Regions from separate parts of the Mus musculus genome. Here regions 1 and 3 are each linked to region 2. The links are chromatin contacts, called in public HiChIP or PLAC-seq maps. All regions are on one chromosome and are shown on one strand. The core of a region is the stretch at or near the end of the contact, and the rest is flanking DNA. Distances in the headings are between cores, read along the strand shown.

Region 1 (3,058 bases), core at 359-2,858, 96 kb after region 2:
GAGGTCAGAGGACAGCTGGCAGGAGTGTGTTCTCTCCACGCGTGGCGTCCCAAGGACCTGCCTCAGATCCTTAGATGTGGTAGCAGTGGCTTTACCTGCCGAGCCCCCTCTTGATCATGCATGTTTGTTCTCTCTCTCTTCTTTCTTTCTTCCTTCCTTTCTTTCTTTCTTTCTTTCTTTCTTTCTTTCTTTCTTTCTTCCTTCCTTCCTTCCTTCCTTACTTCCTTCCTTCCCTTCCTTCTTTCTTTTTCTTTCTTTCCTTCTTTCTTTCTCTTTCTTCTTCCTTTCTTTTTCTTCCCTTTTTTCTCTTTTTTCCTTCCTTCCTTCTTCCTCTTTCTTTCTTTCTTTCTTTCTTTCTTTCTTTCTTTCTTTCTTTCTTTCTCTCTTTTTCTTTCTCTTTCTTTCTTTCTTTCTTTCTTTCTTTCTTTCTTTCTTTCTTTCTTTCTTTCTTTCTTTCTTTCTAGACAGAGTGTCTCTCTATGCAGCCCTGGCTGTCCTGGAACTCCCTGTGTAGACCAGGCTGGCCTCCAACTCACAGAGATCTGCCTGCTTCTGACTCCTGAGTGCTGGGATTAAGGTTGTGTGCCACCCAGCCTGCCCCGTGTATATTATTTAAGGAGAAATGTTTAGGTAAGATTTTGGCCTCCCTGGTCCCTACACCCTTTGCTGTTCCAGGGTTGCTCATGGAGCCCCTTAAAATTCCTCCCATGGTATGACAGGCCATGCATTCAGGTTGCCTGACAAACTTGGGTTCTTACCTGGATCTGTCATTTCCTGTGTGACCTTGGGCTAGACCCTTGGTCTCTCTAAATACTAAGTAATCTCTCTTATGTTCCACAGGACCCAGCACTATGTAGTAGGTGACTACAGCCTCTGTCTTTGGGGAACTTTTATTTTGGTGGGGGGGTTGTGGGGTGTGCACAGACATAGTAAGCAAGCAAGTAATTTCCGAAGGGTTAACCAAAAGTCACGGAACAAGGGAATGTGATCCACACTTCAGAGGAGAGAGGTGGTTTCTTTTTGAATAGGGTGATCAGAAAGAAAGTGACATTCCAGGCAGGGCATGGTGGTGTACACCTTCAATCCCGGCATACTGAGGCAGAAGATACTGAGGCAGAAGTGGCTGGATCTCTGTGGATTTGAGGCCAGCCTGGTCTTTATGGCGAGTTCTAGGATAGCCAGGGCTACATAGAGAGAGGCTTTTGCTCAAAAAAAAAAACAAAAACAAAAACAACAACAACAACAACAACAACAAAAAAACCCAAAACCCAAAAAACAAACAAACAAACAAACAAAAAAAAACAAAACCAAAAAAACAACAAAAGAGAAAGTGCCATTTATTCTGAGTCCTGGCTGAGTGAGTTTGGTGCAGGGAGCCGCGCTGCCAAGAGCAGAGAGGGAAGAGGCGAAGTCAGAGCATGGCCGGGGTTACAGCACACAGCTCCGGATGCGGCAGGGGACCAAGCAGAGAGCATCCAGCCGACGCTCAGGATACAGTAACCGTTAGGTCTGGCAACGCTCCCTGCTCTCCTCCTTCGGGGACCCTCCTGGCTCTCCCCTTACCTCTCCGCCCAGTCTTCACCACCACCATTCCCGGATGGCAGGAAAGGGACCGATCCCAGCAGCCAGGAAGCCCCATCCCCCACTCTCTCCTCCCTCCTGTCTTCCTCCGAACCCTCCCACCGCAGCCCAGTGATTTTCCTGACTCTTCACAAGGCGATTTTATTAAACATCTCGAAAAAATATTCTCTCACTCCCTCTCTCTTTATTTATAAAAATCAACTTAGCACCCTGCTCCTTTGTTCTATTTGGATTCTGGAACAGCCTGGTTTATATTTAGCCGAAATCCCGCTCCTTTCCCCACAGATTCCGGCTCAGTCCCAACTACAGGGGCGCGGAGGGTGGAGGGGGGGGGGCTCAGGGGGTTTGCAGGGTTGCTCCCTGCGGGAGCATCTTTTGCATGCTATCTAGTGATCCCAAGTAAGCCCAGGCTGGGCTAGCTTCTCTGTCATCCCATCACTATCCCATACAGATGTCCTCAAGAAAGAGAGGAGCCGGGCAAAGGGCAAAGGGAATAGAAAGACCGAGCCCCAATCCATAGCCAGGCTCTGAGGGGCAGAAGGTATTTGTGTGCGGGTCGGGGTTCAAGTTCAAACTCTCCTCGTCCCCCCTCCCACCAGGCTTGTCCTCGTCACCCCCACCCATTTGGCTGCTGAGCAGAGTCAGAGGGTGTCAACATGCTTATACGCTTGAGATGGCAAACCCGGACTATCCTACAGGATAGAGCGAGCACCAGGAGCTGCTCCACACAGAAGCCGCTTCTTCCGCAAAGCCCTCCCAGATTGAGCCCCATCTATTCAACTGACACTGAGGTTCCAGAGATAATGAGCCAGGGTCTCCCAAGACCCGGGCTTGAGCAGGAATCCGGAGGTGGACAAAGCCCCAATTGTTTTTCTAAGAATACACTAGGCCTGCTCTCCTTCTAGAGCCAAAGAAGCACTTGGCGCATGGGGACCCCACGCAGAGTCGTGCTTACGGCTGTATCTGGGGGTCAGAGGAGAGCTTCCAACACATGCTTACAAGATTATTTGGCAAGGCCTGGGTTCGATCACCAGTACAACACGGGGCGGTGGCAAATAAATTGGACCGGTGGTTATAAAAAAGGGGAGAAGGAAGGAAGGAAGGAAAAAAGGAAGGAAGGAAGGCAGGCTAGATCCAGATGTAAAGTTGGGTTGGAAAGGGGCTGTATTGGGTATTCTGAAGTAGTGGGAGGGGGCAGTACCGAGTAGCTAGAATTGACACACATTAGATAAGTGAGGATGTCAAACAGTCAGTTAAGAATTTTAATAAAAGCAAAGTAATTCTCACAAAAGAAAATACGCAAGTGGCCAATAATAAAAATGCAAAGATGCTCAAATGTCTCGACGTCAAAGCACAAATTAAAACCACCAGATCCTACCAACAACGTAGAATGCCTACACAGAGGGTAAATATCTTCAGGCACACCCATACAGTGATCAAGTCGTATTCAGGGATAAGAAGGAATGGATGCCTATAG
Region 2 (3,221 bases), core at 352-2,851:
CGAGTTAGGGAAGGACAGTGTGAAAGATCTTAAGACTCCTTTCTCTTTATGTGTCTGTGAGTCTGTGTTTATGTATGTACACATGCATGCAGGTACCCACAGAGGCCAGAGGAGGGCGTCAGATCCCCTGGACCTTACAGGGGATTAGGAGCTGCCCAACATGGGCGCTGGGATCTGAACTCAGATCTTCTGTAAGAAGAACAAACGCTGAGGTAGCCTGGAGTTCAGGCTAGCCTATGCAATAAGTCAAGATTTCATTCATCCCAGGGTCTGGAGGAATGGTTCAGCAGTTAAGAGCACTTGTTGCTCTTTCAGAGGAACCAGGCTACAGAGTGGCTAATTGTCTGTAATGAAAGGTCCAGAGGATCCAACACACTCTTCTGGCCTCTGTGGGACACGGCACACTTATGCAGGCACACATGCAGGCAAAGCACTCATACAAATAAAAATAAAAATAAACTTTTAAGAAAAAAAAAGAGCACCACTCCACCCCCCCACCCCCCACCCCCCCACCCCTGTCTCAATAGAAAAAAAAAAAAATGTATTGATACAATGTCAACAGAGTGTTACAGAAAAGCCCAGGCTAACTGAATGCTTAACTGCTCGCTAAACACTTCCTCCATATAATCCCATTTACAACACCTCGGAAATGGATTTTAAGTTTCACTGGGTCTGGGGTCTGGGAGTTCTATAAAATGTGGACAAGAACAGAACTCAGCTCCCGGCAGTGGAAAGATTAAAGAAGTACTTAATGGCTTATTTAACACTGATCTAATTGTTAATGTGACTCTGGATTAGCCAAAGGAAGCGGTGGCCATAGTGTCAGGGCTGCTGCACAGGAGAGGAAACACTATTAAAAATAAGTATGCCGGGCGTGGTGGCTCACGCCTTTAATCCCAGCACTCAGGAGGCAGAGGCAGGCGGATTTCTGGCTGGTCTACAAAGTGAGTTCCAGGACAGCCAAGGCTATACAGAGAAACCCTGTCTCGAAAAACAAAACAAAAACAAACAAACAAAAAAGTAAATGCTAACGTTAAGAAAACACGTTAGATGCCAACCACGATGCATCCTGTGATTTAATAGAGCTCTGAGGATGGAAACAGTTGACACTTGGACCACTTGATGCAGAGAGGTTGAGAGTTATGTCCAAGGTCATAGGTCGGAGTTAAATGCCAAGCCCCTCCCCCCACCCCCCGCCATGAAGGACCAACTCACCCAGAACCTCAGCTAGGACTGAAATGGCGTAAGGGGTGTGGATAGGGCCGCATAAGGGGAGCTGGCGATGAGGGACCCGCGGGAAAAGCGCCGAGCAGGAGCCCGGATCCCTCAGAGTCTGGGCCTTGCACCGGCCAGAGGCTACCAAACTAGGACAAAGGCCACGCGCAGCCACTGGGTGCTGCCCACTCGTCTGCCCGGGGCCACAGCAGGACCGGCCGCCAGGATCTCCGCCCTGTGACCCGCCCTGGGGCTCCGCACTCACCTCTACGGAGAGGGCCACGGGCCCGGGCGAGCAAGGCGGCAGCCATGGGCACAGACCTCCAGGACCTCCTGCAGCAGCTCTGGAGTTCCGGACGGCAGGGGCAGGGCCTGGGCCACGCCCACACGGCTGCAGGGGCGGGGCCGGCGCCGAGCCCGGGCCACGCCCACCGGGCCGCAGGGGCAGGCCTGAGACAGGCTCACGACCTAGGGTCCGGGCCTCACCCAGGAAGTCAACTTAATTCCAGCGACTTCTGAGCCTGAGGCAGAATTGCAGGTTCTCCCTGTATTACGGAGTAAATTCAAGCCCAGCTTGGGCAACTTTGCAGTATCTTCAAAATGAAAGTTTAAAGAGGGCGTGAGGAGGTCCTCCCTGCCTAGCAGACATAAGGCGCTGGGTTCAGTTTTAGGGAGAGAAGAGAAGAGCTAGCACCTACTCCTGCCCACCCACTTCTGCATCCTGTCAGCTGTCAGCGTAATCCCTGGCTCCCTGACCATCTTTGCTCGGCCACACAAGGCAGGCAGCTTTTGCCCTCTTGCCTGGATTTCATGCTACCATTCCTAGCCCACAGTTTTACATCCAGCCTTTTATTTTACTTATTTATTTACTATTCATCTCTCACACTAGTCTGTGGATTCCAAAAGGGCTGGAAGGGGGCTGGTGAGATGGCTCAGTGGGTAAGAGCACCCGACTGCTCTTCCGAAGGTCCAGAGTTCAAATCCCAGCAACCACATGGTGGCTCACAACCATCCGTAATGAGATCTGACTCCCTCTTCTGGAGTGTATGAAGACAGCTACAGTGTATGTACATAAAATAATAAAATAAATCTTTAAAACAAAACAAAACAAAAAACAAAAAGCCTGGAAGGCTCAGTATCTAGCCCATTGCATGGGGATGCTGGGCAGGAAGATTCCCTCCAGCCCTCAGATGTGAATGTGAAACAGAGCTACTGTCTTCTGCACCTCGTGGGGGGGGGGGGGGCAGAGCCCTGCTGGGAGTAGGGGTACTGCCCATTAACTCCAAGGGTTGAGGGTTGAGTCCTAGCACCCTCAGAACAACTTCGCTCGGTCCCAGAGACTGTCAGTGTCATTAGCTCCCTGGTTTACATGCACCCTACATATCTGCTCACTGAACTTCACAGCCCACCACTACCTAGAAAACAATACACTGAAGAGAGGGTGGTAGTTTAGACTGCAAATGATCCCATCTGTCCATTTCTTCCCCCACCCCCAAAGTCTGGAACTGCCTTTAAAGGGGGGGGGGGGCTTTCAAATAACGTGCTGACTCTTTGCCCAATCCTCTGGTCATCCATCCGTCTTCCCTACCTGGTCACCAGACAGAACCGGATGGAAGACGAAAGAGAGACACTGGAGCCTGAGAGGTGGTGCAGAGGGTAGACTTCACATGTGAGCATGACCTGAGTTGGAACCCCAGCATCCATTTGACCTGGGTGCAGGATTCCATCCGATGGGGACTGCAAAGACAAGGATTCTGGGAGCTCACTGACATCCAGTCTAAAGGGGCTGGTGAGTTCCTGCTTCAGTAAGAAAAAACTGTCTCCAAAAACGAGACAGCTGCCAGGCTCTAATGGTGACATGACTTTAATCCTAGACCTGGAGGCAGAGGCGACTGGGTCTCTGTGAGTTCCAGGCCAGCCTGGTCTACAAAGTAAGTTCCAAAATAGCCAGGGCTACACAGAGAAATCATCTCTCAAAAAAACAAAAACAAAAAAAACCCAAAACA
Region 3 (2,969 bases), core at 450-2,949, 120 kb before region 2:
GACCCTCACATGCCGATAAGCAGTCAAGAATATTTTCTGGGAGCTGGAGAGATGGGCTCAGCAGTTAAGAACACTGACTGCTCTTCCGGAGGTCCTGTGTTCAAATCCCAGCAACCACAGGGTAACTCACAACCATCTGTAATGAGATCTGATGCCCTCTTCGGGTGTGTCTGAAGACAGCTACAGTGTCCTTACATATAATAAATAAATAAATCTTTTTTTTAAAAGAATATTTTCTGAAGTATGATACACCTTTCCATCACCTGTGTCTTACTCTCTGCTCCTCCTCCTCCTGCCCCAGAAGGAGGGTCTGTTCAGAACCTACACAGAGTACAGCGATTTAAAAACAAAACAAAGCAAAAGAAGCAGAAAAATAGGTCAGGACTGGAGAGGTGGCTCAGGGGTCAACAGTGCTCACTGCTCTCTTAGAGGACAGGAGTTCAGTGGCCAGCCCCCATGTCAAGTGGATCACAGCTACCTATGTCTCCAGCTCCAGGGGACCTGATGCCCCATTCTGACCTTCACAGATATCTGTGCACACACACAAGCACGTGCACATGCGCACATATGCACACATCCATATACAATAATAAAAATAAATCAACGGGCCAACCCATTTTCTGGACCCCTCCCTTCTGCGGGAAATCTGTTACTTTTTAAAACCTCACTTGCCCGAGATAAAAGCAAAACAAACAGAAGTCCTGAGCTGAACCCTATGCAATTCCTAAGCAGAATTCTTTCAGAGTTCACCAGCATCTTTTGTCCTCTTTCCAACCCCCCCCCACCCCCCCCAGGGTTTCTCTGTGTAGCTCTGGCTGTCCTGGAACTCACTTTGAAGACCAGGTTGGCCTCGAACTCAGAAATCTACCTGCCTCTGCCTCCCGAGTGCTGGAATTAAAGGCGTGTGCCTCCACCGCTCCGCATATCCAGACTTATGATTTGTCTGGAAATCGCATATAAACGTTTCAGGTTTCCAAATTTCCACAGAAACAAAAATCTCGGGTCTGACTGCACTGAACACGGTCCCGTAGTACAGGACTCACCTGGAGCTGAGCAATCTCTCCACCCCTTGACTGATTTTTTTTTTTTTTTAATGCTTCAGTTGAGAAAAAAATGTGGCAAAGTTACACAAACTTTGCAGTTGTCTCCTTGCTGTGTGACCTCGGGTGGAATCTTTAACCTCTGTGCGCTTTGGTCTCCCTTAACTGTGAATGGATGGGGCAGTTCAGGGAAAAATAGTGCAAGCTTCCAACTCAGGAGATGGCTCGTTAGTCAAGGAAAAGGAGTTGAACTCCATCTCCAGGACACACATTAAAAAGGTGGATCCCAGCCCGGCGGTGGTGGCTCACACCTTTAATCCTAGCACTTGGGAGGCAGAGGCAGGTGGATTTCTGAGTTTGAGGCCAGCCTGGTCTACAAAGTGAGTTCTAGGACAGCCAAGAGAAACCCTGTCTTGAAACACCACCACCCCCCCAAAAAAAGGTGGATCCCTGTGTGTTTGAGACCAGCATGGTCTACACAGTCAATTCCAGCCCAGCCAGGGCCCTAGAAAGGCCCTCGTGAGACCCCGTGTAGTACGGTACCATCCTCCGAGCCACAGCAGCTCGGCTCTTAGGACCAAACTGGCTAGGCACACAGAAGGGAGGGACAGAAAGGGTCATGGGACTCTCACCTGAGTATCCAACACACCTCCCTGCCCTGATTACACACCTCAGGAGTTAGGGAGGGGACAGGACAGCCGGCTCAATTCCAACCAACCACAGAGTAGGAGTAGTTGTCCCCGCTGGGGTAGAGATCTTTCATCGTGGCTGCTTTAAATTCACCCACTTTTCTGCCCACCTCCCCGTTGTATGTGAGGTTTGTAAGCCTCGTAAACTCACTGGCTTCTCAGACTGAACTTCCTGGACTAGTACCTTGGTTTTTGTTGGAATCATGGCGCTTGTGTTTGTTTTGTTTATATCTTCCCCAGGGAAGGGAAGGAATTTTAGCAACACCCTGTCTTTTAAAACAAACAAACAAAAACAAACCAGCCAGACTTAGTGATTTGTTTCTTAGCACTGGGAGGGGTGGACACGGGCAGATCTGGGTCTCTCAGGCCACCCAGACTAGCAGAGCCGGCAAACTCCAGGTCCTGGGAGAGACAGAGAGACCCTATCTCAAATGATAAGGTGTAGCCACGGTGGGATGTGTGTTTGAGAACACAGTAAGTTCCAGCCCAGCCAGGTAAGGTTGCTTGCCTTACAAGCTTGCCGACCTGAGTTTGAGCTTCTCAGAACCCCATTAAAAGTGGAGGGAGAAAACTATCCCCAAAGCGCTCCTCGGACAACAAGAAGTCATTAAGATGCGGTCAGTACAGCACAACCCATTATAGTTATTGATGGACGTTTGTTGAAGACTTAGGGAATTCTGAGAGCTTACATTTGGAGAGCTCAGCAAGATGCTTGTCTCCTGGCAGGGGCTTGGAAAATGTCCATTTTTTTTTTAAATCACACATACGTTTTGTACATGTGTAGGCATAGGCACCACAGGACACGTGTGGAAGTCAGAGGGCACTTCCATAAGTCTCTTTGTACCACGTGAGTCGCAGGGATAGAATTCAGGTACCTGCTTGACCTTCCCCTCCAGCCTTGTTTCCTAAGTGCTGAGAAAAGTTTTTGTTTGTGTCTGGGTCAGAGCTGAGCAATCCAACCCCCGTGTTCTTGAGAAGGGGCCCACAAATGTCTAGGAACAGCCAGGTCCCCAAATAGCTATGAAGGATGGAAGAGCTGAGTGGGTAGGACCCCTCATGAAATATCCAGCCACACCCTCTGATTGGCATGGGACACACAGGGCTTTGGGGGACAGGAAAGACAAGCTGTGCAGGTAAGTGAATGAGGGATTCAGACAGGTCCAAACCAGCCCCGCAGGCTTGGCAGGAGCACAGGCAAAAGCAAGCAAAGGGCCTGTGGAGAAGAATCTTGAGGGAGCAC

Evidence for each region. HiChIP or PLAC-seq counts read pairs in DNA pulled down with a chosen protein or histone mark.
Region 1: a contact with region 2 is called in an H3K4me3 HiChIP or PLAC-seq map of craniofacial prominence, with 2.2 times the contacts expected there. The contact joins the enhancer-like site here to the promoter of Acads in region 2. A contact is called at or near these places in 15 of 39 promoter capture datasets (3T3-L1-derived adipocytes, the C10 cell line, the HPC-7 cell line and 11 more), 4 of 15 datasets of contacts at CTCF or cohesin (CD8 T cells, the G1E-ER4 cell line, large pre-B cells and 1 more), 16 of 484 Hi-C or Micro-C datasets (B cells, the BV-2 cell line, the CH12 cell line and 10 more), 21 of 115 datasets of contacts at active chromatin or transcription factors (the SCID.adh cell line, bone marrow-derived dendritic cells, bone marrow-derived macrophages and 13 more) and 4 of 9 other capture datasets (adipose tissue, liver, macrophages and 1 more).
Region 3: a contact with region 2 is called in an H3K27ac HiChIP or PLAC-seq map of extraembryonic endoderm stem cells. The contact joins the enhancer-like site here to the promoter of Acads in region 2. A contact is called at or near these places in 19 of 39 promoter capture datasets (the 3T3-L1 cell line, the C10 cell line, the HPC-7 cell line and 11 more), 1 of 15 datasets of contacts at CTCF or cohesin (large pre-B cells), 30 of 484 Hi-C or Micro-C datasets (the C2C12 cell line, CD4 T cells, the HPC-7 cell line and 20 more), 20 of 115 datasets of contacts at active chromatin or transcription factors (the SCID.adh cell line, bone marrow-derived macrophages, cardiomyocytes and 11 more) and 5 of 9 other capture datasets (adipose tissue, embryonic stem cells, liver and 2 more).

The regions. Positions count from the first base shown.
Region 1 is chr5:115,213,528-115,216,585 of GRCm38.p6, forward strand. No RefSeq gene overlaps it. Among named protein-coding and RNA genes, the nearest start is that of Cabp1, 21 kb to the left of the region's middle. Within about 2 kb of position 1,609, at least 74 of the 459 cell types and tissues checked have an H3K27ac peak or open chromatin away from gene starts, as enhancers often do. A contact at or near this core is called in cerebellar granule neurons, craniofacial prominence, embryonic basal ganglia and 4 more, where this site is marked.
Region 2 is chr5:115,117,745-115,120,965 of GRCm38.p6, forward strand. It overlaps Acads (acyl-Coenzyme A dehydrogenase, short chain), which reads right to left and starts at 1,602. Exons shown (of 10, transcript NM_007383.3): 1 at 1,481-1,602. The coding sequence starts at 1,526.
Region 3 is chr5:114,997,817-115,000,785 of GRCm38.p6, forward strand. It overlaps Hnf1aos1 (a long non-coding RNA gene), which reads left to right. Exons shown (of 6, transcript XR_878697.3): 6 at 1-110. Among named protein-coding and RNA genes, the nearest start is that of Sppl3, 12 kb to the right of the region's middle. Within about 2 kb of position 1,700, at least 20 of the 459 cell types and tissues checked have an H3K27ac peak or open chromatin away from gene starts, as enhancers often do. A contact at or near this core is called in extraembryonic endoderm stem cells and germline stem cells, where this site is marked.